Linked DNA regions of Sus scrofa: all the other regions are linked to region 2. Evidence: chromatin contacts called from public Hi-C data. All regions are on one chromosome and are shown on one strand. Each heading gives the region's core, a stretch centred on a gene start, on an enhancer-like site or on the middle of the called end of the contact. The rest is flanking DNA. Distances are from core to core; before and after follow the strand shown. Region 1 holds the start of LRRCC1 (leucine-rich repeat and coiled-coil domain-containing protein 1). Region 2 holds the start of LOC100152714 (carbonic anhydrase 13). Region 3 has its middle 72 kb from the start of C4H8orf59.

The links. A called contact is a pair of places that touch in the nucleus more often than the background predicts.
Region 1: a contact with region 2 is called in a Hi-C map of liver, with 6 times the contacts expected there. The contact joins the promoter of LRRCC1 here to the promoter of LOC100152714 in region 2. A contact is called at or near these places in 6 of 47 Hi-C or Micro-C datasets (heart right ventricle, liver and skeletal muscle) and 2 of 2 datasets of contacts at active chromatin or transcription factors (alveolar macrophages and skeletal muscle).
Region 3: a contact with region 2 is called in a Hi-C map of liver, with 4 times the contacts expected there. The contact joins the enhancer-like site here to the promoter of LOC100152714 in region 2. A contact is called at or near these places in 6 of 47 Hi-C or Micro-C datasets (embryonic fibroblasts, liver and skeletal muscle) and 2 of 2 datasets of contacts at active chromatin or transcription factors (alveolar macrophages and skeletal muscle).

Annotation. Positions count from the first base shown.
Region 1 is chr4:51,567,956-51,572,305 of Sscrofa11.1, forward strand. LRRCC1 (leucine-rich repeat and coiled-coil domain-containing protein 1) reads right to left here and starts at 2,654. Exons shown (of 18, transcript XM_021089164.1): 1 at 2,302-2,654; 2 at 1-74. The coding sequence starts at 2,639.
Region 2 is chr4:51,467,027-51,471,375 of Sscrofa11.1, forward strand. It overlaps LOC100152714 (carbonic anhydrase 13), which reads right to left and starts at 1,945. Exons shown (of 6, transcript XM_013996643.2): 1 at 1,827-1,945. C4H8orf59 reads left to right here and starts at 2,128. Exons shown (of 4, transcript XM_005662997.3): 1 at 2,128-2,470. The coding sequence starts at 2,366.
Region 3 is chr4:51,395,245-51,399,906 of Sscrofa11.1, forward strand. No RefSeq gene overlaps it. Among named protein-coding and RNA genes, the nearest start is that of C4H8orf59, 72 kb to the right of the region's middle. Within about 2 kb of position 3,242, at least 6 of the 83 cell types and tissues checked have an H3K27ac peak or open chromatin away from gene starts, as enhancers often do. A contact at or near this core is called in liver, where this site is marked.

The DNA of each region.
Region 1 (4,350 bases), core at 1,404-3,903, 100 kb after region 2:
CTTTGATCTTCGAGATGTTATTGCAATGAAGATTGATGGCATGAAGGGCTGAATCTAAAGATAACTCTGATATGCTACAAAGGAAAATACATATTATCAAAAACAAGTAAAAAACAGATTTAGAAATCATGACTGAATAAATAAAATTAATAAAATAGCATGTAGATAATAAAATCCTTCCTACTTGTAGTATCCTTGAAAGGCCTCATAAGGTACAGTGCTTCTTACATCTAACTAGCATTTTGGCCATTTATATAAACAAGGAACCTAACCAAGACAGGTCAGTGATGCAGAGCATTTCTAGCTTTTATATGCAAACAAAATCATCAGCAGACTGTAAAGGCAGTCCCTGGAATCCTAATACCCCATTTGAATGTAGACTCTACCACTTGTTCTTGCTGTGTTACTTGAGTAAATGAATTAACCACTCTAAACCTCAGTTTCCTCCGCTCATTTAATCCTCCAAGCAGTAGGTATCTGAGGACACCAAGATTAATATAGTAGAAATTGAATAACTTATCCAAGATCTTGTAGCTATTACCTAACTGCATGAATAAATGCAGGTCTGGTAATGGAGTTTACAATTTTATTCCTGCCACTGTCTGCAATGTCTGTTTAACCCAGAATGTAGTTGATTTCAAAATAAACTACTAGTTATTTGTAGTGAGAAAGTTCCTGTCTTCCTTGTTGAAATTTGGAATACTATCTCCCCTAAATGGAACTCATTTCTTCTTTCTCTCAGTTACTGCTATTTTAACTGGAAACTCTCCTGAAAATAGGAGCTCCTGGAGTATAAACTGAAGTACACATAATTCAGAGAGGCTGAAACTGGGACAGTGTCATAAGCGTCTGCTTTATGTTCTGGGGCAGCTACAGTAAAGTTGTAGGAAATCAATTCTAGTAGCAGGAAAATGAGTTTGGCAGTCAGGGAGTAAAGGGAAAACAAGGAATTCGTCTTTGCTTCTAAATTAGCATTAAGAATCTCAAATTTAATATTAAAATAAAAAAAGTCTGAATATATCATAAGGTCGTTCAGTTTATTCTTTACTCTTCAGACTGAAAGTCATAAGAACCCCTGTCAGAAAAAGAGATAAAGCATTTCTAAATTTCAAACTAGCAATCTCTAAATGTGAAACATTTTCCAGTTACCTAGCTTCTTTAGCTATTATTTAGTGCCAGACCTTATGCTAGTAACACATACTCTTAATGACAGCATTTGTTTTATGAAACATTTCAGTTTCTGGAAATTAGTATTGCATAGAAAATGTAGTACAGCAAGAAAAACAGACAATGAAATTAGACAGAAGCAGTTTTGAATTCAAATTTAATCCACCAGCTGCATGAAGTTGGGAAACTTATAAAGATCCTCTGAGTCTCAGAATTATCCCTTGTAAAATTATTACCTTGCAAAACTGCTGCGAGGGTTGGTGATAATATATGTCACATGCACATGTAGATGGCATTCAGTAAATGCTAGCTATTATTAAATATAAATGTAAATATTCCTTTGAAAAACACCTTCCTGGGGTTTTTCCGGGGAACTTTAGATGAGGATCCAGAACAATAAGCTTTAATTATCAGCAAGGGCCTCAATAAAGGAACAGTGTGTGGAAAGTCACAGACAAGCCTGTGGAACTGCCTGCCTGTAGCTTAGTATGGCTGATCACAGGGTATAACTGGAGATACAGTAAGAGGTAAGACTGGAACCAATCAGCAACACAGAACCAAAAGCCTAATATGACACTGCATAAATCTGGGCTGCACCAAAGAGGGAAATAAATGTGATGTGTTTAGTATTTTCAAAAAGTATAAGAATGTATGTATCACAGTGCTCTGCAAAGATGATATAAAAATGGGAGTAAAGAAAATCCAAGCAAAGCTAATGAAGAGGAGTAAACTCTTGCTTCACGACTACCACGCTGCCACTTTTTGTCAAGGTAGAAGAAGGAGCAGAGGAAAGAGAAGACAGAACCCTAGAAGACCTAAAATTACAGGGCAAGCAAAGAAATAATAAGCAGTAAGGAAAAGAGAACCAGCAAAGAAGAGAGGACCGTCAAAGGCTAGTAGGGAATCAGGATGTGCGGCAGTTTCCAGGCTGCTCTTAAGTTCCGGGAGAAAATGAAAGGGGGCTCGTTGGATTTGTATCTGGGACTTAAGCAGCGCAGTTGTGGTGGAGAACGGCGGGTGAATGACAGACGCCTTTGTGTGAGATCTTGCTAAGCTGCCCCGCGCCTCCGATCCACCGAGGCTGCCCGCTGCCCGGGGTGCGCGGGCCGCCCCTGGCTGCAGAGCGCCCTTTACCTCCGCAGGCCTTTGTCCATGAAGCACAAGTCCCCGCAGCTGCTGTCGCCGTCCTCATTCTCGACTTCCGCCTCCACCGGCGCCTCCATGGCACCGGCGACTGGGAGCGGGGTCTTAACCGGCGCCCAGCGCTGGATCTGACTGCCCGGAACACGCCTCCCAGGTGCGCGGAAGTCCGGCCAGAGGGGGCGGGGCGACGGCCCTCTAACCGACAGCGGGCACTTTCCCGCCCTGACGGTGTCGCAAAGCCGGAAGCCTGAACTTCCCCACCTAAGGTTTTCCTTCCTTTTACGGTATCTATGGGCGCGATGCTTGGGAATTGCCGTAAAGCAGAGCATTTTGTCTTGTGTGTGGCTCGTTGGGTATCATTTTTGCGTTGTGGGTGACTGACTTGAAAGTAATTTCGTCACAGCAGTTTGTTTTTACAGACCTATAGTTTTACATATCTATAAGTTGTTCTCCCATGGGCCACTGCATCTACTGTTGATTCCACAAACACGATGGGGTGCCTTACTTGTGCCAGGTACCTCCCTATGCAATGAGGACTAAGATGAAACCTGTTCTTGTTCTGGAAGCATTCATAGGTCAGTGCAGGAAACAAAGATATGCTGTGCAACAGGGCTAGTGCGAGGAATAGCATTTAAGCGAACTTTATATTTTCGTAGGTAATGGGAACGTTTTCTAAAAGGAAGTTACTGATGACTGATCAGAGACTTGACTGTAAGATCCAAGAACTCTTCTGGTTAGATTGCTTTCTGAGTCATGGAAATATTTTTAAATGGAGGCGAAAGGTATAGTTCAACTCTGGACCTGTCACTATCCTGAACTAAAATCTTAAGTGGTTCCTCATTAGTGATGGAAGAAATTTTCACATATTGAGATTGTGTAGCCAAAACTTGGCCTCTGCACAATGGTACTGGCTAAGTCTTGGAGACAAGAGTTTTGGGTGAAGCGAAAAGAACAGCACTATTGCTTTGCCAGGTGAAGGAGGCCCCAGTAGTCTAATACCCTCAAAACTGTGTTCTTTCTTGAGAAGGGCTAGCAAGGGATTTTATAGGTTTAGCTCAAAAAAGGTTTAGGGCTATTGATAAGGATCAGGGTGCCTGCTTTCTTTTCCCTGAATAGATCACTTCAGAGTCATCAAGGCTGGAGTCAGATGGTCTGGTGATGGTTTCTGGTGGTCTTTGGGGTTATCAGACCTTGACCTTTCTGCTCACAAAAGGAAGGGGGCGTTAGGGAGTGTTTCACAGGAAAAGAAAACACTAGACAGGCAATATAACTCTTAACTAGAAAGTAATCATCAATGAAAAGAAAGCAAATAAGCAAGGAAGAAATCATTTGTGAAAAGATGGTTAGAGTTAAGTTAGTGGGCCAAGGCACGGCATAATATAATGGAGAGTGTGTTTTAAATAGTTTTTAGCTGTAATAATATTTCCTTTTTTTTTTTTTTTGTCTTTTTGCCATTTCTTGGGCCGCTCCCGCAGCATATGGAGGTTCCCAGGCTGGGGGTCGAATCGGAGCTGTAGCTGCCGGCCTACGCCAGAGCCACAGCAACGCAGGATCCGAGCTGCGTGTGACCTACACCACAGCTCACGGCAACACTGGATCGTTAACCCACTGAGCAAGGCCAGGGATCGAACCTACAACCTCATGGTTCCTAGTCAGATTCGTTAACCACTGCGCCACAACGGGAACTCCTGTAATAATATTTCTTAATCATTAACTCTTTTTTTTTTTTTTTTTTTTTTGGGTCTTTTGTCCTTTTAGGGCTGTACCCACGGCATATGGAGGTTCCCAGGCTAGGGTCTAATTGAAGCTGTAGCCACCAGCCTATGTCAGAGTCAGAGCAACTTGGGATCCAAGACACGTCTGCGACCTACACCACAGCTCACGGCAACGCCAGATCCTTAACCCACTGAGCAAGGCCAGGGATCAAACCCACAACCTCATGGTTCCTAGTTGGATTCGTTAACCAGTGTCATGATGGGAACTCCTTAATCATTAACTCTGAAGTCAGCCATTTGAGACTGAGGGGAAGTCTGGGAGGCT
Region 2 (4,349 bases), core at 695-3,194:
CCTCATTTTCAACAGTATCTTCACACCCAGACTTCTCTATTCATACAGGTCTACCTCCACTCCTACAAGGACAGCAAGTCCATTTCTGGGTTTACAGCTTGCTTATGCCATGCTTTATTTCTACAAGGCCTTTTCAGATTTTTTCCCCTAAAACCAACACTCTGTATTCTCCATTAGCTCAGGTTGGAAAACCTTCAGAAAAGGACTAATTTTATTAGCTCAACCAGGACCATTTAATGGGAGAAGAGTGGTTCCCCAGAAAGGAATGCTGAGCAGATAATGAATGTTCTCTGAATGGCCATCTACATGGGAAAGGGAGGCCCAGAGAAATGAAGTAACATTTCCACAACACACTGTTGGTTGTTGACAGAAGTAAAAAAAAAAATTCATGCCTCCTCACTCATATCTCATATAATGTCACTGCTCTTGCCTGTACAACCATGTTATTTCCTAGTGTGTATTTCTATCTCAACTATTCAAGATTAAAGCTAGGTCCATAAGTTTTCATAGACACTATAATGTCATTCCATTGCAACTATTTGTCTTCTGCATATATATCAACAACTTCACATTCACGGAATCATAATACATGCTTTATTTGCTTCAGTATTTGTGGATAACTCTAGCCTTGTGAAAGAATCTAATGCTTTTCGGTCGCTTTGGTGTTGTTTTGGTCCTGCCCCCATGCATTAGGGGCATTTTATACCAGAACTTTAAGGTGTTTTTAAAAATCAGTCTTTAGGAAAAAATACAAAATTTTAATAAAAATACATTGACAAGTAATTATTCCTCATTCCTTAATGTATTCCCTAACTTTTTGTGATTGATATAAATAAAATGATTTACTGTAAAAGTGGCTCATCGGTCTACAAGCAGGCGACTGACTTGGCGGGAAGAGGACTTAACCGAGGGCTAGACCACATGGATTTTGGTTTGGCTTTGTCAGTTACTAGCTGTGTGGATACCCGAAAATGGCTTAGACGCTGAGCCTTAGTATTCTCACTTGCAAAAGGAGAGTGGTATTCTGGCCTTATTTTGATACTATGAGCAAAACTCAAGCACGTTACAAAAGTGATATAAAAATGTCAGGAGTTCCAGTTGTGGCTCAGGGGGCTAAGAACCTGACATAGTCTCCAGGAGGATGGGGGTTCCATCCCTGGCCTTGATCATTGGGTTAAGGATCCCGCAGTTGCCACAAGCTGCAGAGTAGATCGCAGATGCACCTAAGGCTGGAGCTGTAGCTCTGATTTGACCCCTAGCATGGGAACTTCCATATGCCGCGGGTGCGGCCTTAAAAGACCAAATATATATATATATATACACACATATCTTTTTAAAGCAAGAAAACTTCAGTGAGAAAAGTATTTCAACTTTTTGCTCTTTACAGACTCTCCGTTTGGAGATTGTAGCTCTAGATCCCAATCAAGCCCTGGGCGCCACCCAGAGGTGCGCAGCGCCACCTCCTGGGAGGGTGGGCAGAACCAGCTAGCAGTAAACCGCTGAGGACAGACTACCAGGGTTATGGTCTTATAGTCTCCGTGGGTCGGAAGACTCAGACACCCTGGGTGGTTTCTATTTACCCACTCGGAGAATTCGACGCTTGGTTCCAGCCGAGTAGAGGTCCTCAGCTCAGCACAAGGCAAGTGATGTTAATGGGTCAGGACTTCCCATGGCGGGTGGAACTCGCTCTACCCGCGAGGCTTTGGGACATTCAAGAGAGAATGCTCCGCGGCAGGGTTGGCTCTGTGGGCGGGACTACGTAAGGGGGGTGGGAACCAGCTGGTGGGCGGAACCACGCCTACTGCGGGGTTTCGCTCCAAGCTTACCAGGTGGCGGGGCTTCGCTCCGGGTATGGGCTGAGCTTGGAGAGTTGTACTCCGGTCGGTGGGTGGGGCTAGGTCGGTGGGTGGGGCTTATCTCCGCGTAAGGATGATCTCAGGGCCCCGGATTCCGCTCTGTGGGCGGGGCGTTGCCCGGTGGGCGGAACTACGACCGCTATGAGGACTTTTGACTGGCTCCCTCCCCCGGAACTTCCAGGATGCGGGCGCAGGCAGTTGGCGTCACTTGGAGCTTGAGCAGCCGCACGAGGCTTTCGGAAGTCTGGTGAGAGTTTAATAAAGAAATTTTCCAGCGGGCTGGCAGGAGGTTTCCGGGTGTTAGGACAGGATTGGCTTGGCTGCTGTGATTTGGTCGCTTGGTTCTGCCGCTGGATGGCTCAGGCAGCCCTTCTGGGCCAGGCCTGCAGGCCCAGACCTGAATCCCCGTGCCTGCTGGGCCTTCGGCCCATGGCAGGGTACTAGTTTTTGGTTGTCTGGTTGTTTTCTCTGTTTTTTTTTTTTTTGTCTTAGCGCTTCACCTGCAGCATATGGAAGTTCCCAGGCTAGGCGCTGAAACTGAAGCTGCAACTGCTGGCCTACACCACAGCAATAGGGGATCCGAGCTACACCTGCAACCTACGCCACAGCTCAAGGCAAGACTGGATCCTTAACCCACGGAGCAGGGCCAGGGATTGAACTCGTGTCCTCATGGATAGTAGTCGGGTGGGTTGTGGCTGAGCCACAGGGGGTTTTTCTCATGTCATCATTTTCTAAGTGGTTGTCAGAGAAAATCTCAAATCTCACCAAATAGGCTATCACCTTCTCCAGGAAATTTCCTCCAGTCACCAACTCTACTAGATCTTTCCCTCTTGTGATCCTACTTGTATTCTGCTGGTAACAGCACCTTCCATTATGTTTCTTGTGTTTGTGTATATTTCACATGTAGTATTATCAGTTCTGACCACACTTGGCTAGTAGTATTAAAGAATACTAGGTGAGTGGTTGGATCTTGGATACTTATCGGAAGGATTTTGGATTATTTAATTTGGGGATGATTTATTATGTGTATTTTATGCTTCTTTAATGATCATGTGTTTTCTACTCAGTTCACTTTTTTTTTTTTAATTAGAATGCTGTGGGGGTTCAAAAGCACTATTGGGGTTGCTGTCTCTGTTAAATAGTTTCCTGAGGCTGACCATTGAAGGAGAGTATACATTTCAGTCAATAGAGAGGATGTGAGCAAAAGAAAGAAAGGGAGAACATGCAAAGTGTTTTCAAAGAATAATTAGTGCACTAGGCCAGGTGGATATAGAGAAGGAGCAGGGGATACCTTTGACAGATTTATGCTAGAGCCAGGACAAAGCATATTGCTTCTTGTGGTTTGGAAGAACCATTGGAGGATTTTATTTTATTTTATTTTATTTTTTGGCCTCCCAGAGGCATATGGAGTTCCCAGGCCAGGGATCAGATCCAAGTCGCAGTTGCCACCTAAGCTGCAGCTGCCACAACACCAAATCCTTAACTCTCTATGCTGGATTGGGGATAGAACCTTCATCCCCAGGCTTGGTTCAGATCTGATCTCAAGAAGCCTCAGATCCCATTGTGCAACAGTGGGAACTCCCTTTGGAGGATTTTAATACTGGGATGGTTCATTTCCTACCACTATGCAATATAGACTTAAATGCATATGGCTTAAGCCAGGAGTTAACAATCTTTCTGAAAAGGACCAAAAAGTAAATCTTTCAGGCTCTGCAGTCCACAGTTGTAGCAGGAAAGCTGCCCCTACAATATGTAATCCAATGGACATAGCTGTGTTCTAATAAAACTTCATTTACTAAAGTGGGTACCTGACCTGATTTGGTCCATGGGTATAGTTTGTCCCAAGACATAGTCTAACCAAATAGACCTAGGGACTAAAGCAGTAACCCAGCCCTGAACGAGGCAGTACTAAATCATATTTTTGTATTGCATTTTCATTTGTATATGAGAGGCTGTGTCACATAGTGAGAGCCCTCGATCTAGTCTGCCTAGATTTGAATCTTGGCATTCCTTGATTACTAACAGTGTAACAATGGCCAAATTAATTTTTCTTTGTATCAGTTTTTTTTTTTTAATGTAAAATGAAGGTAAAGCAGTACCTCCTACAAAGTGGTATTGTTAGGAGTAAACTAGTTAAAGCACATAAAATGTTAGGATAGTGCTTGTGTATGTAGTAAAAGCTCAATTAATCTTTTTTTTTTTTTTTTTTTAGCTATTTCTTGGGCCGCTCCCGTGGCATATGGAGCTTCCCAGGCTAGGGGTCGAATCGGAGCTGTAGCTGCAGGCCTACGCCAGAGCCACAGCAATGCAGGATCCAAGCCGCGTCTGCAGCCTACACCACAGCTCATGGCAACTCCAGATTGTTATCCCACTGAGCAAGGGCAGGGATCGCACCCGCAACCTCATGGTTCCTAGTCGGATTCGTTAACCACGGCGCCACGACGGGAACTCCAGTAAATCTTAACTATTAAAATTATTTAAATTGTTCTTTTC
Region 3 (4,662 bases), core at 1,992-4,491, 70 kb before region 2:
TTCCCTTTGATCCCTGGTCCAGTGTAGTGGGTTAAAGGATCCCACTTTGCAGCAAGGCAGCATAGGTTGCAGCTGTGGCTCAGATTCAATCTCTGGCACAGGAACTTCCATATGCCATAGGTGCAGCCATTTGAAAAAGAGAGAGAGGGAGAGACAAGGTTGTTTTAGAAACATATGTCTCAACTTAATAGAAATGTATTTTAGATTTTAGTGGAGTCACTCACTGGTCCAAATGCTAGGCAATTAACCTACCTTCATCAACATTCGCATCTATAAATGCCAACAATTAGGGTAGCTGTGTGGTGTGTTACTGTGAGCCTCAAATGAGTTGATTTGTGTACAGAGCTTAGAGCAATACCTCAACAGATATTAATTGTCATTAGTAATGTTATCAGTCCTTCACACTCAGCTGTAAAATTTTTGAGGTAAACATGTGATAGCAAAAGAGAAAGATTCAGATTTAACCAGCTGCCCGACTCGACTTCTTGTTCTTTTTTGCTCAGTGCAGTAAATGCCTGATCATGCTGGCTATGGAGGGCTGCCCTAAGCCAAGAGGAACCCAAAGAAACAGTGTTTAAAAGGCTTCTGGAACCCCATCCACCCACCTTTTTAATACTTTTTTTTTTTTTTTTTTTAAGGCTGCACCTGTGGCATACAGACCTTCTCAAGCCAGGGGTTGAATTAGAGCCACAGCTGCAGCCTGCAACACAGCCGAGGCAACACCAGATCCAAGCTGTAACCTATGCCTCAGCTTGTGACAATGCTGGATCTTTAACCCACTGAATGAGGCCAGGGATCAAAGCTACATTCTCAGAGAGACAACATCAGGTCCTTGAACCGTTAAGCTGCAATGGGAACTCCCCCATTTTAATACTTGATAAAAATAGCATTTCCCAGAGTTCCCGTTGTGGTGCAGGGGTTAATGAGTCTGACAAGGAGCCATGAGGTTGTGGGGTCGACCCCTGGCCTAGCTCAGCGGGTTGAGGATCCAGCATTGCTGGGAGCTGTGGTGTAGGTCACAGAGGAGGCTCGGATCCCGAGTTGCTGTGGCTGTGGCATAGGCCGGTGGCTACAGCTCTGATTAGACCCCTAGCCTGGGAACCTCCATATGCTGCAGGTGCGGCCCTAGGGAGGAAAAAAAAATAGCATTTCCCTCTTAAATCTCTAATGCAGTTAACAATCAATACAGCAACTTGAATCTCCATTCTTCGTGTGTGTATACTGAATTTGGGAATTTTTACTTCAGAATATTTTCACTTAAACTGATGTTCTATACACATATAGATCAGAGAAGGTACTTATAAGAAGGCTTCAACATTTAAGTACAGTGACTAAATATTTAATGGGAAGAAAAAGATCTATATTTATATGTTACCTGTCCTATAAATACAGGATCAGTAGGATGCTTGATGTCTTACAGATTTTCTTCCTTTTGTTATTTAACTATTCGCTAACATTCTCACTCCACCTTCTCATTCAAACCTCTGAATTCTGAAGCTGATTGCCTTACATCAGAAGCTGCAGCATCTTAAATATAGTAACAGTATTTATTTTTGAATCAAATTCAGTCAGTTAATCAACAAACCATAGTGGCTTACTTGATATCTAAATATGTTGATTGAAGCCTTTCAACTTTTCCAGAGCTGACTCATTTTTACTAGGATATTGAAGGGATGCTCTGGGCTTATCTTCTTAAGAAAGCAGTCTCCAGCCACCCTTGTCTTTTCCCTTTAGAACTTTTTTTTAAACCATTTTTTTTTTTTTTTTTTTTTGGAAAGTACCAAACACCAGCAGTGACATCTAGTGCCTGAATCCAAAAGGAATCTGGAACTACTAGATTGTTCTTCCATCGCCCTGGCTGACAGATGGTGTTCATTCCAACACTAAGATTTCTTGAGTTTCTCTGTGATAATTCCTTTAAGCTCTTCTTGTCTAAGATGCACAGCAAACTCACTATGTCAATATTATGCTCATTTTGTGTGGATTAGCAAGAGACCTGAGATTAGCAAGAGCCAAGGCTCACAAGTCTTTGCACTTACTCCTCCTTCCTGCTGATGAGAAAGAGTACTCCTCTGTGACCACTATCCTTAACCTCAGATCTGAAAATGTGCAGAATGAAGTATTCAGATTGGCCCCGGATGATTCAATATGGGAGGGGAGGGCCAGAAACCCTGAAGATTTTCCAAAAGCCTTTACCTTTCCTAGAAAAGCTAAAGAAAAAAAAAAATCCACTTTTCTCTTAGATGAGAAAGCAAGAACCTGATTTCTCTAGAAAAATCCTAATTATGCTCCCTTAATTTTTGGTGAACACTTTTGTGAATTTTTTGGGTTCTGAATTCCCCTAATTGGAAGAATGGCCCCAGAGGAGAGGAGGCATGTGTGTGGTAGATGGATCTACAGGGGATCTGAGGGAAGAAAGCTAAGTGAGCAAGGAGTTAGTGCCTTTAATGAAGTCTTTGAGCCTCAAAGGCAGGAATGAGGTCTTGATTCAACAGAGAATGAGGACTGAAGAAAGAATGGTCTCTAGAGTTCCGGTTGTGGCTCAACAGTAACAAACCCGACTAGTATTCATGAGATTGCAGATTTGATCCCTGGCCTCGCTCAGCGGATCAAGGATCTGGCATTGTGGTGAGCTATGGTGTAGGTCACAGACATGGCTCAGATCCTGAATTGCTGTGGCTGTGGACTAAGGCCAGTGGCTGCAGTTCTGATTCTACCCCTAGCCTGGGAACTTCCATATGCTGCGGGAAAGGACCCAAAAAAAAGAAAGTGATCTAACTCTACCAAGAGGGAGATGGTGCCAAAGAAAAGGACCATGTGTACAAACACAGATACCTCTAGAAAACTTTTCTTTTTTTTACACATCAGTGACAATGCTGGATCCTTAATCACTAGGCCACCAGGGAACTCTGAGAAAAAAGATTTTAATAAGTAATTCTGATACCTGCTAACAGACCCTGAGCACTGCTGTAAGACCCTTCCCCCCGCCCCCACCACCCCCGGCCCACATCTAGTCCATCCCTTTTGCATAGAAGGAGAACAACTCACAGCTAAGACTCTGCCATTGATAGGAAACACTGGAAAGGACGACCTTTATAGAAGCACCAGTTAAGAGCCACCCAGCATGAAAGCAGCACTGACTCCAGGAAATTAACAGACAAACTTGCTTCAACCTGAGGCCGCTCCCTCTGATTGTGTGCTTAGCAGAGGCAGAACACAGAGGGTAAATATATCAAAGGTTTTCTGTTAATGAGTACTTCCCCAGCTTTCTCTCCCTTGGCAGGGGCAGAGGAATAGCCCAGTGGAATCGGTATGGTGCCCAGAGGATTAAGAGCTACCAAGAGCTGGTGGCAGGGATGCACCCTGAGGGAATGGTAGCCCGGAGATGCACCTGCAGGAGAAGGGAGAAAGGAGTTAAGAACAAAAGAGAAAAAAAGAGAGAGAGAGAGAGAAGGAATTCCAGGACCCCACGTATGGGCAGACTTATTCATGACACAAATGCGACGCTCTCTGTTTCATACTAAAAAGTAAAGCCAAGGGAGTCTTTGGAAGGGACTGGAATCCAGCACTAGCAGGTCGAAGTCGGTTCTGTGTTAAAGGCCCATGGTATGCAATCTCCTGGTGGCCTGCCTACTTCCAGAGGGAATCAGCTTTTCTTCTCCAACAGCACCACCTGGGGGTTAACAATAGGAACAGATCAGGGCTGCCCTATAACTTCCTCATTTTTCATCCTTTAAAGAGATCATGCCCACGTCAATTTTTTTTCCTAAAGTTTTGGGGGGTTTGTTTGTTCGTTTGTTCTTCCATTTTTAGCTGCCCCTGTGGTATGTGGAAGTTCCCAGGCCAGAGATAAAATATGAGCCAGAACTGCTGAACTACACTGCAGCTGCAGCAATGCTGGATCCTTAAACCCCTGCTCTGGGCCAGGTATTGAACCAGCCCCTCCACAGAGACAATCTGGATTACTGACCCACTGTGCCACAGTGGGAACTCTCCTGAAGTTTTATTTTTTAATTCCTGTTAAAATATGCCTTTTCTTTCACCACATATTCTCCCTTTCAAATGCTGACTATTTACTGCAAGAACCTCTTTCTCCTTCTCCCCATCCTCTCCTGTGCTTCCTTTCTCTTAGTGCTTCTCTCACACCAGCAGTGTTGTTTTGGAAGATCTGGTGTCCAGAGCAGAAAGACTGCCTCAGTTTGAAAATATGGCATCCATTAAACTCTGAGGGAGGGACTGCAAGTGAATCAACTAGACAGTAAGATTTATACTCTTGCACATGGCATGAAAACTTGAAGAAGCCTTTCAAAGCACCAAAGCATGATTGTAAATAAGTTGTGAACATATATGTATATGCATTATTGTACTAACTCACATCTTCGGCTGCAAAAATCTTGTCAAAGTTTTTTTAAGGAGCACTGCACACTCTATATGATGCCAAGCTGACATATAAGTCTACACTCAGAGAGTTCTCGTTGTAGTTCAGTGGGTTAAGAACCTGATATAGTGTCTATGAGGTTGCAGGTTGGATCCCTGGCCTTGTTCAGTGGGTTAAGGATCTAGTGTTGCTGTGGCTGTGGCACAGGCTCAGCTGCAGCTCCAATTCAACCCTAGATTGGGAACTTTCATATGCCGTAGGTGTGGTCATGAAAAAAAAGAAAA